2 separate regions of the Mus musculus genome follow, and region 1 is linked to region 2. Evidence: chromatin contacts called from public Hi-C data. All regions are on one chromosome and are shown on one strand. The core of a region is the stretch at or near the end of the contact, and the rest is flanking DNA. Distances in the headings are between cores, read along the strand shown.

Region 1 (2,942 bases), core at 208-2,707, 68 kb before region 2:
CTATCCCAGGCTAGCCTTGCACTTACTATGTAGCTAAAAATGACCTGGGATTTGCCGCTAGACCCCATTTTATGCAATTCTGGGGATGAATGCCAGGGCCATGTGTGTGGCTGGCAAGCGCTCTACCAAACGAACTACGTCCCATCCTCAGCCCCCGAAAGACCTTTTGGTCTTTGAAGGCAAGAAACAGGGCCCGTGGGATCTGCACATTTGGAGAGCAGCCAAAGAGGTGGGGATGAGAAGAGACTTCTCTGAGGAAGGGTGGTTGTGCTGAGACCTAAAGCAGGAGTATGTGCTAACCAGGGCTGGGGAGGAGGGTATGAAGAAGGTCTATGAATGAACTCAGACATTCCTTGTGGCTTGAGCTTGCTGGTAATAAAGGTGAGAAAATGTTGCAAAGTAAGTCCCCAAAGAGAGAAGAAGGTAGGAGCTACAGCACGGGGGTGGGGGTGGGGTGGGCTGGAGGCAAGGGGGAGGTGCGGCTTTGAATTCCAGGGGCTTTGGGAGGTGAGGAGATCATAGCCACTGGGTTTAGAGGACTTTTCCCTTTCCAGGCCCTGATTTCAGGAACTGCTTACAAAAAGGTGAGAGCTAGCCTTTTATATATCACCGCCTCTGCCGGAGCTACAGGAATAGACTGGCCGCCCAGTCCTCTTGCTATCCGTGGCAGCTGGTGAATATAAAAGGGTTAACTTACGTGGTCTGAGAATGCTTCTGTGGGAGTGAGTTTTAATCTTAGCAGAGCATTCCCGAAGAAGCCACCTCTTGCTTTTGTTCACTGGAGTCTTGGAGGGGACTGTCCCTTCACTGACTGTGCTTCAGATTGGAAGGACATGAAATACTGGATACTACATAGTCACTCATTTTACAGAAGCGACAGCTGAAGGCTTCTACAACCCTGCCCCGTGCCTAGAGCTAAAGAAAGTGCTAAGTGGAGAAGGTCCTTTATTTTATGGTGTGTGAGGCAGCTGGGATTTCCTGAAAGGATGTGTCAGGGACAGGGGTTGATCCCAAGGCTGAGACTGCAGCCTGGGAATGCAGCGTGATCAGATAGATACCAGAGTCCTGTGTATCCAGTGGTCTTTCATTCTTTTTCAGGCTGTCCTGTACACAGGAAAGTTGGTAGGTGGTCAGCCACTGGCATCTGTAACTGTGGCAAGGTGTGCTCTATCTAAGGGTATGAGCAGGCACTCCGACTGGTGCCCCAGTGTCTTAGGTTAGTATGTACCAAGCAATTAGGATCTTCTGGAAATGTGATCGTTATGCGTTTTCCGTCAGGATCTAAAACATCTTCTGCTTGGAGGGAAACATCAATAGTAAGGCAAACATTAGCTAGTATCAACAACGCTCTTTAAACAAAAACAAACCAATTAAAGATGGGCCGGGGAGATGGGCCAGCGGGCTTGTCTGATAACCCGCATTTACATTGCCAAATCTCACAGGAGTGTCCAGTGCTGTAGCAGCAGACTCTGTAATTCCAGCGCGGCCCTGCTGGGAGATGGCAGGTGGAGACAGGATACTCTCCAGAAGCTCCTGGGCCAGCGAGTCAGGCTCCTACAGAAACAAAGAGACTTTCAAACCTGGAGAGGTGAGGGCCAACACCCAAAGGTTGGCCTTGGGGCCTCAGATCTCCACATTCATAGGTGGCACACATGCAGCTACATACACACTCAGACACACACACACACACACAGAGACAGACAGACAGACACACACACACACAGAGACACTCACACAGGCACACACACACAGACACACACAGACACACACACAGACACACACACAGACACACACACAGGCACACAGACACATACACACACACAATTCATACTGTACACATGAAAAACAAAGTATTGGCATGCCTTATGCTCTTACAATGTAAGGCATCCTATTTTAAAAGCAATATTTCTTTTGATTTCACAAGAGCTATTTGATTAATATGTTTACGTGTAGCATCTTGTTCAGAACGGGTGGCCATAAGTTTCATGGCGGGACTAGGCAGTGCTTGGAAAGTCGTGTTTCTTTTCATTGAGGGGTTGACCAGTTTTGCACAGAGCTTCTAATGTGTAGAGTAAGGCATGGTGGCACTTTAGACAATGATTTCCTTGGGGACAGACACACGGAGATCACAGCTCACTAGAAAAACCAAAGACAATCGTAAGCCCTCAGCACTGTAAATCTCGTGAGAAGAGCAGGGCATGCTGGGTACACTGCGGGTCATGTAAATCCAGGGGGCCCTGGGAAGTGTTTTCTCTGGTCTTGGGCTTCTCTTCCGTGGTCCTTTGAGAAGGACACAGCCTTCCTTCTTTCTCCCTCCTGCCAACTTCCACCTGCTGACTCCATATACTTCAGTCAGTTCTTTGAATTCCTTTGCTGTCAAATCAAAATGGTTTTGGCTTTTTACACTTATTGAATTGGATACCAGATGCCTGATGTTCAATTCTTAAACTTGTTGAGATTTACTGTAGCTATCCAGCTATAATTTGACAACATTGTTGGAGGAAAAGCATGCATTGGTGAGGAGATCAACTTCTTTAATCATTCATTTGGAGATGAAGGAGCTGTGATATAATGAACTATGCCCAGCTAGCCCAATGAGACTGGAATATCACCCCCCACCCGGCACCAAGACAGTGGGAGCGAGGTCTTTGTTTGCCTTTGAGTCGAGATATTATGCTAGAATTTGACAGAATGGAGATGCACTAGTCAATGTTTGGACTGTAAGTTCAAGGGAGTCTATTTTCAGATTTTTTTCTTAAAAAAATAAATCGTGTGTGAGTCTCTTTATGTGTATTGTTTCAGGGGCTAGCAATGGATTCTCCTTCTCCCTTTCCCTCTCCCTCCCCCCACCCTTCCCCCTCTCTCATCAGGGTTTCTCTGTATAGCCTTGGTTATCCTGGAACTTTCTCTGTAGACCAGGCTAGCATTGAACTCACAGAAAG
Region 2 (2,951 bases), core at 178-2,677:
ATTAGTTTCTCCCACACTTTTTTGTTTGTGTGCAATGTGCCTGCATTCATTGTTTTGTATGTGTGGGGCACACATGTGTCTGTATGTATGGCGTGGATGTACACACATGTGCGTGTGGAGGCCTAAGGTTAATAAATTGTCTATCATCCGTCTACCTATTCATTAAGGAAGAGTGGGTCTCAGTCATATTCAGAGTTTATCAATATGGCCGGGCTTATTAGCCAGCCTGTTCTCGGAATTCCTTTGGAAGCTAGATTTACAAGCAGGCTGCCACACTCACCAGATTATGTGGCTTTCTGGGAATCTGATGCTGGTTCTTGTACTTGCATGGCGGGTACTCTAACTGCTGAGTCAGTCCCTTAAAGGAGGTTATGTGACCAGAATGCTACTTATAATGCTACAGAGGATGGGTCAGCAGGGTGTAACCACTTGCTTCTAGTCTAACGATTTCTTAAAGGTTTTGTCTGCTTTCACCTCCCATTCAGGAATCTAAAGAATGCCATGTATAAGCCAGGCGGTGGTGGCCCACGCCTTTAATCCCAGCACATGGGAGGCAGAGGCAGGCAGATTTCTGAGTTTGAGGCCAGACTGGTCTACAAAGTGAGTTCCAGGACAGCCAGGGCTATACAGAGAAACCCTGTCTCAAAAAAACAAAAAACAAAAAAACCAAAACCAAAAAAACAACAAAAAAAGAATGCCATGTATAATTAGTCATATGGATATTTTAAATATTCCACTAGGGACATTCAGAAATGATAGAAAGAAATGGTGAAGGTATTTTAAAAGATGTATTTCAATTAATTCATTATATCCCACATATTTCAACATATAGTTAAGACAGGGATTATTAATGGAGTAGTTTAGTTTACATTTAAAAAAAAAATCATGCCTTCAAAGTCCAGTGTGGCGTTTACACTCCAGCATACCTGAGTCTGGTCTGTTCATCCTGTAAGACACAGGAGCCATGGGTGGCCAGGGTAATGATTCCACAAAATAACAGGCTTGCCATGTACGGTCATGGTCCCCCAGAATGGCATGAAGCCTAAGTCAGTGCTCTATCCGCTCTGACTGCTCATGTGGGAGTACTTTCAAGATTGTCCAATTTAGGAGGTTTAGAGAAGGATGCCTCCGGAATTTGGATATTTCCATGTGACCAGCACATGGATTATTGACTTTAGGACTGAGAAATAGCATCAGACACAGGTCTTGAAAAACAAAAACAAAAACAAAAAAAACCCAAAAACCCAAAAACAAAACAAAACAAAACAAAACCAAAACACCTTCTAGAATATGGTTTCTCCAGTTCCCAAGTCAACCCGTCTGTCCTGTTGCTTAGACACACATTGCTCAGTCAGGATTCTACCAGTAATACTAGGCATATCCAGATCCAACCAACCAACCAATCCGCTCACCCACCCTAACAACTAACCAAAGTCACACGATCTGAAAGCGCCCCGTAGCAATCAGTGTCGAAACGTCTGTACTTTCCGACAGGGCTTGTAAGGTATTCCCAAAGAACCCGAGAACCAATACTACAACCACTCCTTTTGGAATCTAGCCAGGGATCAGTTCAGGAAAATAATATCGACCTTTTATCCTAGGGAGATATGTGAAAACAAGAGCCCTAGTGTTCAATTTACACCGTGATGGTATGTGCCTGTGTATATATGGGCAGCACGCCCTCTAGTGGTGAAGTGACTGCAAGACATCCTGCTTTGACGACCTTGGTGACGCTAGGTCCTCAATTTATAGCTCCCTCTGCTTTCCGCGAAGCGCGTTATTGCTTTATTTTGATGACTGGTCCATGAGCTGGTGACCTCACAGGAAAATGCAGAGCAGGGTCACCCACTAGCAGTACCTTGTTCTTGCTTGTGGCTGGGATTGATGGAGACGAAATGCAGAGAAAGGAGCTTGAGGGGTGATCTTTTGGGGGTCGGGAGGAGCGCTCATCTCTGTGGGTCACATTTATTACCTCGCTTAGTTTTTCAATTTCAAAAAGCTTCCTTAAGTAGCCTCCTGGGGATTCAGTAGAGTTCAAAGATCAACTTTAGAATGTAGCAACTACTTAGAAGGCTTCCTTTTAGCTACATGATGTCTGTCACCCCCCCCCCCCCCAGCTCCCAATAAGTAATAAGTCTAACCACTTTTGAGCGAATGCTGTCTGAGAAATAGCGCTGTCAGCAGGAGGGTATTTTTTTCAGATTGTCAATCTATTGTTGACTTGATTTTGTTTTCTCAAATGCTGGCTATCTGGGACACATCTTTGACCTTGGCAGGTGAGAGCCACACCCAGCTACATCTACCTGACCTCAGAGGAGAGGAGCTGCTGCTTTCGCAGGTGCAGGGGCACCGCACAGGGCTTCTTGTTTTTTACCTTGGTACTCAGAGAACAGGATCGTATTTGCTCAACACCTAGTAAACACAGTTCACACCCATCCATCGGCAGCTGGGGCCTCTGCTCGCCTCAGTTCCTGCCCAGGCAGCTCCATTCCGATCGCTCTGACTGGGAAACTTTGCTTTAAAAAAAAAAAAAATAATAATAATATAACGCTGGGACCAGGGAGATGGCTCAATCAGAAAAATGTTTGCCAAAGCAAGCATGAAGACCAGATTGTAGATTCCTTCAGCCTGTGCAAAAAAAGCTGTCATGGTGGCGAGCTGTCTGTAATCCTAGCACTTGGTGTGGAGGTGGGGGAGAGGGTTGGGATAGAGGCTTGGGCTGTTTGTGTGGTTCCCTGAGTCATTCTCAGCCCCATGTGGCTCACGCTGTGTTGCATTAGACACATCTGTGTCTTCCGTGTCCTCTCTGTGCTTGTGCGCAGAAACTGTCTTGCCTGCCCTTGCATGAATAAAGTAAGCCACTAGCAGAGTCTACTCAGCACAAGGAGTTAATCGGTGTGTAAGACGTGAAATATCTCACGGGTGAGCAGATGAGCATCAAATGCCGAGTG

The links. A called contact is a pair of places that touch in the nucleus more often than the background predicts.
Region 1: a Hi-C map of trophoblast stem cells shows a contact between it and region 2, with 2.0 times the contacts expected there. The contact joins two enhancer-like sites. A contact is called at or near these places in 2 of 15 datasets of contacts at CTCF or cohesin (the NIH/3T3 cell line and pro-B cells), 50 of 484 Hi-C or Micro-C datasets (3T3-L1-derived adipocytes, the 63-12 cell line, the AML12 cell line and 34 more), 2 of 115 datasets of contacts at active chromatin or transcription factors (bone marrow-derived dendritic cells and embryonic stem cells) and 3 of 9 other capture datasets (adipose tissue, embryonic trunk and pancreatic islet).

Annotation. Positions count from the first base shown.
Region 1 is chr3:116,407,551-116,410,492 of GRCm38.p6, reverse strand. The region is part of intron 2 of Cdc14a (CDC14 cell division cycle 14A); the gene reads left to right. Among named protein-coding and RNA genes, the nearest start is that of Cdc14a, 15 kb to the left of the region's middle. Within about 2 kb of position 1,457, at least 16 of the 459 cell types and tissues checked have an H3K27ac peak or open chromatin away from gene starts, as enhancers often do. A contact at or near this core is called in trophoblast stem cells, where this site is marked.
Region 2 is chr3:116,339,932-116,342,882 of GRCm38.p6, reverse strand. All of the region lies in intron 7 of Cdc14a (CDC14 cell division cycle 14A), which reads left to right. Among named protein-coding and RNA genes, the nearest start is that of Cdc14a, 83 kb to the left of the region's middle. Within about 2 kb of position 1,427, at least 36 of the 459 cell types and tissues checked have an H3K27ac peak or open chromatin away from gene starts, as enhancers often do. A contact at or near this core is called in trophoblast stem cells, where this site is marked.